Regions from separate parts of the Rattus norvegicus genome. Here region 2 is linked to region 1. The links are chromatin contacts, called in public Hi-C maps. All regions are on one chromosome and are shown on one strand. Each heading gives the region's core, a stretch centred on a gene start, on an enhancer-like site or on the middle of the called end of the contact. The rest is flanking DNA. Distances are from core to core; before and after follow the strand shown.

Evidence for each region. Hi-C and Micro-C count contacts between places; a contact is called where the count stands out from the background.
Region 2: a contact with region 1 is called in a Hi-C map of liver, with 2.6 times the contacts expected there. The contact joins the promoter of Ola1 here to the promoter of Sp3 in region 1. A contact is called at or near these places in 1 of 12 Hi-C or Micro-C datasets (liver) and 1 of 1 datasets of contacts at active chromatin or transcription factors (oligodendrocytes).

The regions. Positions count from the first base shown.
Region 1 is chr3:78,259,448-78,267,379 of GRCr8, forward strand. It overlaps Sp3 (Sp3 transcription factor), which reads right to left and starts at 5,070. Exons shown (of 7, transcript NM_001427405.1): 1 at 4,390-5,070; 2 at 3,659-3,804; 3 at 3,091-3,216. The coding sequence starts at 4,396.
Region 2 is chr3:78,488,465-78,496,396 of GRCr8, forward strand. It overlaps Ola1 (Obg-like ATPase 1), which reads right to left and starts at 4,937. Exons shown (of 11, transcript NM_001033927.1): 1 at 4,870-4,937; 2 at 3,448-3,548. The coding sequence starts at 3,548. It also overlaps the pseudogene LOC103691821.

The DNA of each region.
Region 1 (7,932 bases), core at 3,820-6,319:
GTAAAGTTGTAAGGAGGCACTGTTCATTCTTCCTTGGTGTATACACATAACAAGGTGAAAAGGACCATAATCTAGGCCTTGGGTGATTGTGGCACACCCAGTGATGTTGTTATAGCAACTCATGACATGGGCATTCTCCAATGCAACCAGGCATAAAAATGACGGGTGGAGACTGAAGGAGAAGAAAAGATCATGGTCTGTCTGTCTGTCTTCTTAGACTGCACCAGTGGGAAGGGAAAAGATATTCTCACTGCATTTTGAAAGAATGGTTAACTTCTTAGACCCCATTAATGGCTTTATTAATGGCCAGAAGGGTGTAACTGAAGACCAGAACAAGTGTGAAACTAAGGTGGAGGCACACACATTCTGGTGCAGACACTCAATAAAATTTCATCACAACTCAGACGGCAATGGCACTGTACGGGCTTCCCTACCCCCAGTCAGTATGTAGGGGTGGAATGGAAACCAAGGCTTTGCAAACGCTAGGTAAGCACTGTCTGTCACTGTTACTTACATCCTAGCCCTGTAAGGTCTTAATGGTAAAGCTCCCTCTCTTGAAATGAAAGTATTCACTTTTTAAATGTGCCAACATTTACCTGCAAAACTAATGGGCATTGAATTTATAACTTAAATGGGTGATTCTTATAATATTTTTTGTATAGTTTATTGCCCAAAAGCACAAATAAAATAAAGTATCCACAAGGTCATGACTGTAATTTGGACAATATACATAGAGATCTCATCTCCTAATAATAAAATACAAAGGAACTTTGCTGTATCATCTTTGGATGCCCATATTATAGGTCATCATAGATGAAACCACTGGGACTGTCTCAAGTTTTAGCCCTGGACACCCTTGGCTAGGATCCTCTCTATTACAAGTTCTAAACTCGAATGGTAAAACAATTCTCTAGTGAACACTGCTTCTCAAGGTACTTATCATCTTGACATACCAAGCTAAATTGCCATTAGGCTGAACTTCTGCACTTGACAGAACACTTTAACTATCTTGAACTAGAGCCTAGATCAGAAAATAAACATTAATGGAAAAACTGACAAAACTCAAAATCTGTAGCTCCTAATGTTAGTGATACACAGACTTGAAAACTGTGCCACAATAGATAGCACTGGGGAAACCAGGTGAAAGGTAATGTAACTAACACTAGATTCCCTGCTCGCTGTACATCTAAAAACGGTCCACAACAAGACACTCCAATAACAGTAATTGCCAGTAATTTGTGAGTACTTAAAATATATTGAAATATAGTCTTAAATGTTGAAAATATCCTAATAAATTCATCTGAATTCATTTTTAGACATTCTGAAAAACTTTAAATCACTTTGAAGCTGGAAATTAATTTTTTTCCCATTAGTGTTCACACAAAGACTGCTCTCATGTTTTTCACCTTATTCAACTTTCAGCTCAGTTTATTTCAACTTTGCTCATAGTGAGAAATTTGGAAGAACTCAGATTTATCAGGCAATAAACATGCACAAAATCTAAGTTTAGGGGCTTCTCTAGCAAACTGTACTTTCATATTATTACTTTTACGAATAAATTCAGACTGTCCGCGCTCATCAGGCAGGAAATGGATGTTCTTAGTACTGAGGAAAGTTGAGAGATGCCTAAAGAAGCCTGAGGACATGACACATACAGGTCTGGATCCCTGTGGTGATCTAAGCACAAGGTCCTCACCCTAAGCTTTCTGTCACCCCTCTCCCTCCCATCTGTAAGCACACTCCTAAACTTTGATAGTCACACGAGAAATTTTACTGTAATTTATTTTTCAATTTTACTTCTGAGGTAGTTTATTAAAGTAAACAATAAACTTATTTTAGCTCTTTGGGACTAGGGAAATATAACTTTAAAGTTTACTAATCTGCCTAAGTTTGTTTGAATGTTTCCCAAACAGACTTTGGCTTTTGATATTTTAATCTGCTTGAAAAAATACAAGACATTAAACATTCCCACTGCCCATACTATAATTTCAGACTAAAATTATCCATTTACTAATAATATTGTGTAACGATTAACGCTGAATGACTAGTATATAACTGCTAACTTTTCTAACAATAACAACTGAACTGCCACTACATAAATCGACTGCTATAAACCAACTCTTAAAAACTTAGTCTTGAGAAGTGTTTTAACTATCTTAACAGGTGAACACACCTTTTCGCAGCAAAGGTCCACACAGATGTAAAATTCACATTTTTCTACAGCACCTAATTTTACACTGAGTCTTCACATAAGACTTCCAGCTCCTCTGCACATCCTAGACATTCTAAAACTTACAAAAGAATCCCAACACATCCTTATCAGACTAGTTGTAATAAAAATGAAGTGTTGCCAACTAAGCTCAAGTATGGAGTGTACTAACATGCATGTAAACAAAATAACTTCATCTACTTTTTAAGATTGATAGTCCTGAAACCTTCAAAGGCCGAAGTTATTACTCACTCCTAAATTTCAATAGCCAACTGTCTCACTTAACCCTCAGAAAAACACTAGTGCAAAGTTGGAGTAGTCTGCAAAAAGCCAACAATTATAAATGATCAGGTTAGAAAAAGACACAGTAATAAAAATGTTCGACCCTGCGTATAAAAGAACATGCTCCTTAAATGATCTTCTGCCTAAATTACTCAAGATCTGGAAACTTGCTCCAGATTCTGAAACTCTAGAAACTAGAGCCACTGCCTCGGTAGGTGATACTATCAATGGCCGATAGGCTGTGCTTGCAAATGTAGTGCAGAAAGCGAATGAGTTTTCAAGTCCTGATACAAATTACTTAAACATCCATTTTGGAGTCCTATGCCCACCCCCACCCCACACCACACTACCGCCGCCTCAGACTTCATTTTGTGAGGAATTTTGCGCGCGATGCCGCAGTGACAATCTCCGGAAAGCGCGGGCCGGCCTGGGTTCCCACCCGGGACGCGAGCTGGCAGGAAAGCGCGGCGGGGCCGGACAGCCCGCGCGTGGCGGCCCCGCGGCGGCGGGAGGCCTTGGGTTGGCGGGCGGGCGCGCCGCAGGCCCGGGATGGCGGGCGCGGGGCCTCGGCGGGGGCGGGCCGCGCGCGCGGGACTTACCGCTCCGGCGGCGGCGGCGGGGACCCCGGCGGCGGCGGCCGCCTCCTCCTCGTCGTCGCCCGGCGATGGCGGCCCTATCTTGCTGCAGGTAGCGGCCAGCAGAGCGAGCGGTGACGGCTGAGTGTCCTACCCGCGATGGGCGGGTTCAGAGAGGGAGACAGGGAGGGGGTGGCGGTTAGGGCCGGGCCCGCTCGCACAGGAAGTACGGCTCGCTCCGCGCCTGGCCTCGCCGGCCGGGCCCGCGCTCTCCTCCTCCGGGTCGGCGGCGCCTCTCCCTGCGCTCGGCCCGCTCGGCGGCCCGCGGCGGACGGCTGCGCGCCCGGCCTTCCCTCCGCCCGGATCCCACCCGGGAGGGCGCGCACACTTGCACACTCACACACGCACAAAAAAGGCGGCGGGCGGGGGCGCGCGGGCGGGGTCGGAGCGTTGGCGCCTCGGGCGGGCAGCTCCCGGGGCGGGGGAGGGGCGGGCGCGCGAGGGAGGGAGGGAGGGAGAGAGAGAGGAAGGGAGGGCGAGGGGAGGAGAAAGCGGCGCGCGGGGAGCCGGGCCGCGCTCAGCCGCTCCTCACCTGGGCCGCCGCCGCCGCCGCCGCGCCGTTTCCGTGCTGCTGCTGCTGCTGCTGTTGCTGCAGATACTCGCCGTGGCCGCCGCCGCCGCCGCCGCTGTCCACGTCCAAGGCAGCCATTTCCTCTTGTTTCACGGGCTTTTCGGGAGCTGCAGGCACAGCGCGGGGGGGGTGGGGCGGGGAGGAAGGCGGGTGCGGGGAGGGAGGGGGCCCGCGGGCCGCGGCCACATTAGCGCCAGCCGGCCCCGGCCCCTTCCCCTCCCCCCGGCCGCGGCCGCGGCGGCGCGCTCCCTCCTCCCCTCCTGCTGCCCCCGCCCGCCGCGGCTGTAACCCTCCTCCTCCTCGTTCCCTCCTCCTCCTCCCCGCGCTGCCCCTGCCCCCTCTCCTCTCTCCTCTCCTCTCCTCCCCTTTCCCTCCGCGGCGCTCGCTCCTCTCGCACCGTCAGTCACTCACACACGCCCGCCCGCCGCCCGCGCCCGCACACAGGGGGATGCGCTCCCGGCGGACTGGGCCGCCCGCCCCGAGCCCGGCGGGCACTCGGCGCTGGCGCTGGAGGGCTGGACGCTGGCTGGCGGGGAGGGAAGGGAGGCGGAGGGGAGTGCGGCTTTCTGCCTCCACAGACACTCGGTCGCGCACTCGGGGCCGGGAGCCGGCGGTGGCGGCCCCGGGCTGGCTGTGGGCGGCAGTGGCGGCGGCGGAGGCAGCAAGGGTTGCTCTCTCTCGGCTTTACGTACCGGTCATAGTGTGTTTAGGACACCTCAGGCGGGGCTCCCCGCCGCCTTACACATGGTGAGAAGCGAAGGCGGCGGCGGCGGGAGAGGATGCGGGAAGCGGCGGCGGACACGGCCGGAGCGGTCCGGGGATTTTTTTTTTTCCTATTTTGATTGACTGTGCGGGAAACACAAAAGGTGGAGCCTCCAGCCCAAAAGGGGGGAAGAGGGTGACAGCCCGCCCGGAAGTTCCGCCCCTCTTCCCGGCGCTCATTTGCCGCTGGGCTCTCCGTCAGCTGTGTTCATTGGTCCGGACGCCTGTCCGTCGCTTGGCCAGGCGGCGGGCTTCCTGTTTGCCCCCGGGTTGAAGGGGAGAGACAATGAGCGGCCGTGGCGCCGTAGGTTCCTGAGAACGGCCCCGGCTCGCGCGTTACCCCGGTGTGCCAGCCTCGTTCCTCGGCTACGGCTGCCAGGCCCGAGGCGCAAGCCTCTTCCACTCGTTGGCCCTTCGTGCAGGCCTTGCCAAGCTGTCGGGGAGCTGAACTGGGGAGGAAGTCCGTCCCCGGTGGCTCCGACTCCACTCGACGTTTCCTCCATCCTGGCAGCCGCCTGGACTGGATCTCCCCAGGGCATGGGCTCTCGAAGCTGGTTCTTGCCAGCGCTGCCAGGAGGCCACCACCGCTCAGCCCCAAGGCTGCCGCTGCTACTGAGCAAACCGGACCCGCCCCATGAGCCCTGGGGGAGGGAGCTGGTATTGGGGGAGACACCCCCTCCGAGGCTGGAGGAGGACTTTTTCACACACATTCAGCTCTTGGTCGCATACTCGGATACATCGCCTTCCCATCCCACCTCATCCTCCCCACCCTTAGCCCTTGGTTACCAACCATCTACTTCTGTGGACCCTGAAGACAGTCACTGACAGCAAAAAGTCTCAAGTCTCTTCATAAGGAAAAAAGGTTTTAATTCTGGCCAGTGATATCAAAGCAAGCTTAGTTATATTTTATTCAGTCAGGCACAGCCACCCTTTAAAATTAGTTTGCTGCACACACAAACTCCCTGCTTCTTAACCTAAGAAAATAAGTCAACAATGCCAACATTTATTAAAATGGTAAATCTCACCCCAAGTATCCTTCCCCTGGGAGTGCTTAGGTACATTTTCTTTACTTAGTGATTTAGGTTAACACTCCTTCCTTTCACATCCTTAATGTCTTGCAGTCATTCAGGAGAAAAAAATGTTCTGCAAACAAGAGAACATTGTCTATTACCTCTAGATACTTCTACTTTAAAAAGGTTGAATTTAAGAGGAGGAAACACTTTCCTTAATACTTTTATTAGAAATCTATCTCAAGCAAGAATAAACGACCCAATTATTGTAATTATGTTTTGTATAATGTTGTGCAAATTGAAGCATTTAAACTAGCTTAATATGCGCTACCTTAAAAAAAAATCACTGGGTGGGGAGGGCATGCATCTCAGTTTCAGAGGACTTTTTGGACTTTTGGGAGGGTGGTTGGTTGGTTTGTTTTTAAAAACAAGGTTTCATGTGTAGCCTTGTTTATCCTGAAACTTGATTTGTAGACCAGGCTAGCCTGGAACCACAGGAAATCTACCTGCCACTGCCTCTGCCTCCTGTGTGCTGGAATTCTCCCCCAACTATTTCCTGGTATTTTTTTAATACTGACAATGACACATGTTCTCTTTCTCTTGTGGCATGCAAGCAAGAATAATGCTTTTGGGCCAAAAAGCAGATAACTCAAACTATTTTGAGGCAAAGCTCTTAAGGAATGCATATTAGCAAAAGTATCACTCACCACTAAGGTAAGATTCAGTAGACTTCAACCAGGGTTGAGTCAATGTTACAGCCTATCTTAAGATGACCAAAAGCAAAATGGTCTCTTGAAAGAATACCTTTTTCTTAACTAGTGCAGATACACTCAAAGCACTCATATGCAAAACATAATACCTGTATTTAGATAAATACACACGTATAGTAACTAATACAGTATAATTGACAATGGATTAACATGTTTCAAAACAGTCATTAAATGAAAATTTAAAAGTATCGAACATCATGAATAAATCTCAAAACAATAAGGTCTGTTTTCCCCTGTCCCCAGACTTGGCCCAGTTTCTTGTCATGTTTTCTCTCAAGATTTCACAAGCTATTCCTGGCCAAGAAACAAAACCAGATCACCCTATTCCCCAGTAGACTAGGACAAAGTTGGTAATAACATCAGCTACAACTCCAAGAAAAGGAGGAAATCAAGCTAGGTCTATAAGGTACCTCACTGAATAGCTAGAAACTTTATATGGAATCATGGTCAGCAATTAGTCTTACCATATCAAACTGGAAATGTCAGTACTGTCTGGGTAGTTGGGCATTTGAGCTCTGAATTTTCTTCATCTATGCTGAGTTGGTTCAGAATATGTAGAACTTTTAAAATACAGAATGAAGAAACTAGTTACAGAAGGATGTTTTAAAACATAGCAAGTTATGACTATATATGGATATAATAACTGTTAGAGTCAGTCTTAATTGTCAATTTAACACAATCTAGAATCAGCTGAGAAGACCATCTTCTCTAGGGGTTATCTGGATCAGGCTGACCTGTGTCTATGAGGGACTGTCTTCATTAAGTTAACTGATGTGGAAAGACATAGCCCACTGTGGATGGCACCATTTCCTGGATTTATTTGGGTCCTGGACCATATAAGAGCAGAGACAATAGGCTGAGTTGTAAACATGCAAGCATTCATTCTCTTTGTGTATGGATTTGATGTGCCCTGAAGTCCAATGTGACTGAAGTTCCTGTTTCCTTGGGTTCCCTCCTAGAAAGGACTGAAATAAACATTTCTCCTCTAAGTTGCTCTTTGTCAGGGTGTTATATCACAGCAACCAGAAATGATACTAATAAAGAAACTCACTGTAAGTCTTCAAGATGCTAAGTTTTAAACGGGTAAGGAGGAAATCGAAGACCAGCCAGATGTCTTAGCAGATCAGGAGGGCTTGTAGCCAAATCTGACAGCACTTCCGTCACAGAAATCCACATGATGGAGGGACCGTCCCTCAAGTCATCACCTTACCATGACATGTGCTATAGCATAAAGTACAAACAATAAATAAATAAATGTGAGAGAAAAATGAGATTTAAATGTGTTTCCTAAGTGCTGTGCTTACATGTCCAAGTTTTCATTAAGTTAGGTGGAGGGAGGGTATCACCATACTTCATATTGTGTTGTCTGAAATACTATGCAATCACTTTTTAACCTTTTAAACAAACGAGTACCTATAGAGACAATGGAACAAGCATGTCCTGACTGACCAGGAAGAGTCCGTGACGCCATATGACTAAGTGCTCCAGCCTTAGTCACTGGAAAACTGGAGTGAAATGGAAGACTATGAGACTGGGAGCAACTGGGAGACAGTTAAGGCATTCGGGCTCTGGGTGCCAGAGGACACCCACAGGCCCATGGGTGGAAGGATTTGGACGTCTAGCTAAAACAAGAAGGGGGCAGTACACAGACTTGGGAGCCTTTGCCATGCTCACATACCTCTGTCCATTGCTT
Region 2 (7,932 bases), core at 3,687-6,186, 230 kb after region 1:
GGCTGCTTGCTGTAGACATGGGCAAGTTCATGGAACCTGGGAAAGTGATGCTGGTGACTGGATGCTACTCCGGACACAAAGCTGTCATTGTGAAGAACATTGATGATGGCACCTCAGACCGCCCTCACAGACACGCCCTGGTGGCTGGAACTGACCGCTATCCTTGAAAAGTGACAGCCACCATGGGCAAGAAGAAGATCGCCAAGTGATCCAAGATCAGGTCCTCTGTGAAAGTTTATGATTACAACCACCTCATGCCCACAGGTACTCTGTGGACAGACTGTTGGACAAAACTGTCCTCAACGAGGATATGTTCAGAGACCCAGCACTGAAATGCAAGGTCAGGTGGGAGGCCAAGGTCAAGTTTGAGGAGTGCTACAAGACAGGGAAGAACAAATGGTTTTTCCAGAAGCTTCACTTTTAGATGTATTTTGTTTTCGTCATTAAAAATTTAAAAAAAAAAATCAACTGCATGCAAGACTGCAGAGTATTTTCTTCATTAGTGTTTGACAGGGTTGGGCCCAGCTCACTGGGAGTGGGGACACGCCTGGATAGGCAGTTCTTGGTTCTTTAAGAAAGCAAGCTGAACTAGCCATGCTGAGCAAGTCGATAAGTAGCGCTCCTGCATGGCCTCTGCATCAGCTCCTGCCTCCAGGTTCCCAGCTGGGTTGAGTCCCTACGCTGGCTTCTTTCAATGGCCTGCAACTCAGAATACATAACCCAAATAAACCCACCCCTCCACAAGTTGCTTGTGGCTGTGGCAGTTCGTCAGAATGGCAGGAACCCTAACTAGAACAATTTCTAAACTGAATGCCCTTCCTGCAACCAGTGGACTATTCTTAAGAAGGCTACCGCAAACCTCCGTCCGATCTATGTCTTGTAAACCCAGCTAAGAATCATCCAGGTCAAGAGCTGGTGTCGTCGAGTCCACATGGACTGATGCACACTGCCTGAGCTGGGCTCTCACTCTGCTGATGGCTAGCTGTCCACTCCTTCAACTCCTCTAGAAAGTCTCTTTTTTCTTGCTTAAAACATTTGTGTTTCATACAGTCAACCCCACCTGATACGGTTTAATAGAAAGATCATTCTATAAAGATGAATTTTACAACCAAACACAACTGCCAAAATTGAGTAAACTATTGCTTTAAAATAAATGAATTTCCACAGAAGCCCTGAATTAGGGAGGTCAAATGAGAGAATGCAAGCAAGCAGGATGGCTAAGCAGATAAAACACCTTCCACCAAGCCTGATGACCCAAATTCAATCCCCTAAACTTAACCCACATGGTGGGAAAACTAACTTCTACAAGTTGTCTTCTAATCTCCAGTATTTGTTTCATCACCCACAAACAAAAGAAATAAAATGTAATTCAAGAGACTAGAGAGATAGCTCAGTGATTGAGAGCACTGGCTGCTTTCCTGGAGAACCAGGGTTCAATTCCCAGCACCCACATGATAGCTCAGAACTGTCTGGGATCTGACCCCCTCACACAGACATGAATGCAGACAAAAAAAATCAACAAAAGACAACGCACATAAAAAATGTAATTCAAAATATTTTAAATTAAATTGTGTTTAATATACCTCAATAAAACTGAAGAGGACTATTTTGAAGTTGAAAGTATTAATTATTATTATATTCTATACTGTATCCACAAAAAACTTACATTAAAAAAAGATACTTGGGGGGGCTGGAGAGACGGCTCAGCGGTAAGAGCCCCGACTGCTCTTCCAGAGGTCCTGAGTTCAATTCCCAGCAACCACATGGTGGCTCACAACCATCTGTAATGAGATCTGATGCCCTCTTCTGGTGTGTCTGAAGAGACTGACAGTGTACTTATATGTAATAAATAAATATTAAAAAAAAAAAAAAAGATACTTGGGATTTTAGATGCCCCTTTTCAGTCAGTTCCATTTGAATGAGGATGGTGTGACCACAGTGATTCCAAAGAGATGGATGCTAACTAACATCTAAGAGCCTCCACTGGTTCGGAAACTCCCTGCAGACGTTATGGTCGCACCTCACTTTACTGGCAGTACCCTATAGCACTTGGCTGATTACTTGTTTTGCTATATTTATATTTCCACCCTTTATTTATTACTCTACAAGTAGACTCTAACACAGAAAGAAACCCCTTCAAAATACAACCTGCTCTAGAAGAGACTGAAACTCGGACAATCACATTTGCTCATGATTTACATTACAAGAATCCAAGAACTGGGGACTTGAATACATCATGCTCTATTCGCTGAGGATTTTTGTACCAGGAGTTCCAGAAAGCACACAAAACACCACAGTTGTCTTATATCCCACTAACCCAAACATCTAAAAGTACATCTCAAAATGCCCTAGTGATCTTTATAAACCCATGCTGTGTCTACTACCCTAATCACTGAGAGAGACAGACAGAGACTGACTGAGATTCTTTTTTTTTTGAGACAAGACTTCTCTAGAGCCTCAATCTCACAGTACTACTCTTGCATTAGCCTCTGAAGTGCTAGGATAAAGCTGTGAACCTCCATGGCTGGCTAAGATAGTTTTAAAAATGAAAAGAACAGACACTGAACATTCAAGTTATATGTGTAAAGAATTATAGGATTAATCCCACATATATCTTCTATCACTGTCTTATGTGCAAATATATGGTATATAGAGTTAACTTTAATTTTAAAGACATGACAAAATTCAGTACTTTGTTTTCATGATCCCCAAGTTTAAACACCTTTTGTGCACACACATGCATAGCATCCATTTGCCTGTTCAAATGTGTGTAGACACAGGTGCATGTGTGTGCTTATGACGGCCTGATGCTGGGGTCAAGTGTCCTCCTCAGCTGCATGCCACTGTAGTTCCTGAAGCAGGGTCTGCTGCTGAACGTGGAACTCACCACTTTGGTTAGACTGGCTAGCCAGCTTGTTCTGTGGATTCCCTGTTTTGGCTTTTAAATATGCAGAAACAGAAACCTTTTACCTACCTTCTAACAGCTTATTCAAAGTAGTTACTTCTTTCTCCAATAAAATTTCACCTGCCAGACAACTCTCTTCTCTCAAGAGCTTGATAAAAAGGTTTTTAAACTATTTCCTTAAATTGTTCTTCTACTAGGTTTCTGGTGACAGTCTGGGTAGGAAGTGCAAGTCCAAGCAAACCGAATACTATGCTTCTCCCAACATTTCAAGCAAATGTAGCTCATTTGCCTCATTAATATTTTAACTCTCACTGCTTCTTCCTCTGAGTTTAGCAAAACAATGTAAATAACTCATTTCAATGTGTGCAAAAAAACCTAAAATCGAGTAATTAGCGCACATGTAAGTTAACGCCTAGTTTTCTAACAATATTCAAATCCCTGTACTTCAATTTGAATTCTTATTGCCTTGTAAGTTTTTATTTCTACAACAGGACACAAAAGTTTATAAAACAAAAATGTGAAAAGTCCCCATTTTTACTTACCCAACATTTGGCAATCCAACAATACCAATTTTCAGTGAGGTTCCAAACCTTCCAATGATCGGAGGCGGTTTAAGTCCATCTCCTCCCTTTTTCGGGGGCATCTAAAATATCAAAATGAACTTTTAAAACTACCCCTGCAAACAAAACACATTTCTGTCTACAGAGTATATTACTGGGTAAGAGAAAAGAAAACCTACTGTTTATATCAATCCACAACTAAAATGAAAGCAAAACCTATACTTTTTAGGGAAGGCGATGGGGGGGGCGTAATTCTAAAATTTGTATACTAGTCATTTCTGAGTAGTTTCAGAAACACTGTGGCAGCAGGAATCAAAGATAAACATAAAACTTCGTCCCAAACTTCCATGTTGGCCGCTGACAACCACCTTAACCTGTCATATTATTTGGAGGAAAGCATTTGGAAAGCAATCAAAAGGTTGAAGGAAAGCAGAGACACAAGTCAAAGAAAGCCCGTTGCAGAAACACCAGCAACCAAGTCACCTCTCACCAACCATTCCTCCACCACTTGGGACCTGCCTTTCTCCACAACTCAGTGTTCACCACCCTAATGGTTACTAGGCCTAGAGGTCCTTCGAACCCACCAGACCTCTTCCGCTTTGACACTGTATAGGTAAGGCTAATCAGTCCTTATAAACAGTTTTTGAAACCCACACTCCACACTGGATACTTCGAAGGCATTCGTCTCACCCTTTTTTAAGATCCAACCTAGCGCTTTCATGTATGATGCCAAAAGCAAGTGCTCTACCAGTAGACTATACAGCCTCATTTCAAATACTTCCAACCTTTTGATTGACAAGTCCAAACTTTTTGTCTTTTCTTGCTTGTCCTGGCTCCAAGGTTCACTGTGCAAAATTGATCTCATTTTAAACACTGCAATAGGAACCAACGAAGAACTGCAGCCTGGCGTCTTAGAAGCTGGAAACTAAAACTGTCCCTGCCTTCTGGCTGCGTTGTACCTCCTAGAGCCACGCTGCTCCCCTCCCCCGCCTGCCCGCCTCAGAAGTGATATTCCAACCTGTAATCCCTGTCCAGGAGGCCAAGGATCTCCCTTTTTAGGGTCTTGACACCTGTTCCGGGCCTCCAATGAACAGCTGCATGGGGAGAGCCCGTCCAGTCCTGTGGCCTATACCGGGTGCCCCCGTAGCCCAGTCGAGCACGATGCCCGCACACCACCCTTCCCCTCCCGACCTAGCACTGGCGTCCCGCCCCGAAGCAAGGTTTTCCCCCAGACTGCGGCCAGGGCTAATCTCGTGGCCGCGCGGCCTAGTCCAAGGGCGCCTCATTCATCCACATGCCTCAAGCTGTCTGCTGCCCTCAGCCTGTCCCCGCGGCCGGCCTCCGGCCTCGCGCCAGCCTCGGAGCCACCGGCCCCGGCGCCCATGGACTCTTTCAGGGACTCACCGTGCACCGGGCTAAAGATCGCACGGGGTCCCAGACTGCAAAGACCGGTGTCGCCGGCAGCCGGAGGTGGGGAAGAAGGCGGAGAGAGCGCAGGCCCGGCCCTCCGCCGAGCCGCACGTACGACGGCAGAGGCGACGGAACGGGCGGGCCGGGGCGGCACCTGTGCTCAGGCCACGCCCCTACTGGGTCACGCCCATTGGCCCGGATGCCAGGGCCCGGATGGGTGGAGCCTGCAAGGGGGCGGGCGCTTAGCAGCACCAGGCTTCTGCGTCTCTCTACACGTGGGCTTCAACCGAGCCACCAGGTTCTCTTCCGCTCCACTGCTCCGGTTCCGGACTCCCAAGTTTATCTCGGACCCTCTTGTCCCAGACTCATCCCGCCGAGATCTGTCTCCGAACCTGCACGGCGCTGCCCTCCACCTCTTTCCAGTAACTTCTTTCAGCTGGGCTAACAGTGAGAGGCCATTTAACTTTCTTCAAGATAAAAAGGACCAAGGAAAACTTCGGATCCAAGACGCACCTAACAGCAACAGAAATACATAAAGCATTTAAAGAGTCACCATCTTCCTCCCCGACGCCACACGTACATCCCTTTCCTCTGCGTGGTTAAGAACCACGAAAAGGGGGTTGGGGATTTAGCTCAGTGGTAGAGCGCTTGCCTAGCAAGCACAAGGCCCTGGGTTCGGTCCTCAGCTCCGGGAAAAAAAAAAAAAAACACGAAAAGGAAATATGATTTCTTCCAGGTTATAAAATGAGACTCGTGCGGTCCATCTCACGAGGTTATTGGTAGGATTAAATCAAATAATATGTATAAAGTGACCTACACTAGGAACTCCACTGGGAAAAAAGCTCTTTATTATGTTTTCTCCAATGACTTTCAAGTATTTGTTGCAGTGAATGTCCAAAACATAATTTTTTTTCAAACATACCAGTTGCAGATAAAAGGAAAGGGTGTGAATTGGTTGCTAATCCCCAATTTGCAGATGACAGAATATTATCAGAAAAGTATCAGGTGAAGTCACACAACTAAACTAGTGACAGAAGACACATTTCAAACCCTGATCTCACTGCAAAATCTTGTGTGGATTAGCTCATGCATACAACAGTTCTGGTGAGTTGAAAGAATTGCTTGGAGTCAGTTCTCTCCTACTTTGCAGGTTTTGGGGATGAAACTCGAATCATGAGGCTTCGCAACAAGCACCTTTCCACACTGAGCCATCTCACAGATCTAAAACTGTTCACTTTCTGTCAGAATCCTTTTGAATGGTGACTTATAAGTGGCAGTTGAGTGACTGTTTATAATAAAGTTGCATTAAGGGTATTCTGTCACTCCATGAGATAATCTGAGGAAAGCGGTGGAGCTCCTTTGATAAATTTTAAAGAGAGGGTCTTTGTCTTCAGTTTTGTTATTGTTTAAAGATTGTAACTGTCAGAGTAGTCAGGTCCTTACTTTATACAGTTACTAATGCACTATACACTCAACCTAGTATCCTTGTCATCAAACAATGTATTTGTAAAATAGAGGGCAGGGGTAACCAGTACACATTGTGTAGCCACCATCGATCTAACTCACAGGAACAGCACAAAGGTCTGACAGATTCAAAAATAACACTCTTTTCAATTACTTTGATACACACACACACACACACACACACACACACACACACACACATCATGGCTTTAAGTAGCTGTGGCTTCCTCTGCCCTCATCCTCTGGCTAACAACCAAAAGCCTATTGCAGTTCTAGGCGCCACTTAAATATAGGGAGTAGAAGAGAGGAAAGCTTGTCATCTAGTAGACCTCTAGGGAAAAAAGGAAGCCTGTCTCAGAAGCCTCTAGCAGACAAATTCCATTTTACTGGTCAAAACTAAGTGGATCCTTCATGACTGACAGGTGAGGGGTATTTGGAGTATGACTGTGCTAGGCAACAAGATAAATTAGTTACGCAGAATAGAAGAACCAGCACAAAACTGCATCATTTTCTTCAGAATAACATGATTGAAAACTTGGGAATTAGTTCTTACTTCTGGAATTTTCCATTTAGTACTCTAACGTTGCAACTGGGCATGATATAGTAAAGCCATGGAAAGTAGAACCACGGGTAGGGGAATGGGGTTATATAGTACTGGAATCAAGATGTCCCATTTGGGGGGTGTAATGGCTCAGTGGTTAAGAGCGCTGGAAGCTCTTCCAGAGGACCCAGGTTCTATTCCCAGAACCCACATGGGAGCTCAAAACTGTAACTCTGGTCCCATAGGATCCAGTGCCGCCTTCTGGCCTCTGAGGGCATCAGACAGTCATATGGTGCAGACACATCTGGACACAAGACCCATATATAGAAACAAAACAAAACTTATAGGGGAAACCTCTTCCCTTTTAAAGAAATATATGTGTATGTTTAGGTAGGTGTGTGTATTTTTTTTTTTTGACAGAGTATCTCACTGGAATGACTGGGACCTGGGGCTCACTCATTAGGCAAGGCTGGCTAACTGTAAGCCCTGGTCTTCCTGACTACACGTTCCCACCACTGGGATATGAACACATGGCCTCAGCAGGATCAAACTCAGCCTCATCCTTGCACAGCTTGTGCTTTACAAAGTAAGTCACCTCCCAGCCATTCTCTTTTAAAGATACAGTCTCACTGTTTAGACCAGGCTGGGCTACCTGAGTGTTGGGATTGCAGATAAGCAACACCATATTTACACAGGCTGCCCTAATTTCAAAGAGCCATCTCAGAGTCACCTAGTGTGACTGACGCTACCATGAGACCTACTTATCCCAGGTCCCTTAGAGGGTTCATTGCTCTCAAACCTTACTGTTTGTAGCACATGAACCTTCTGGCCATAACATACTGGACCTGGGATATCAAATCCAAGCTGAAGAAATCAAGATTCTTTTTCTTTCTGGAAATCGGAATCTATTGGTTGCTTAGAGGAGAACATAAAACCAGGGCTAAGAACTATGTTAGGCACTTTTTTTTTGACAGAAGGCTATTCTAAAGAAAGAAAGAATAAGGCAGAAAAGGAGCAAGTAATCATAAGACGGTCCTGGAGAAATTGAGAGA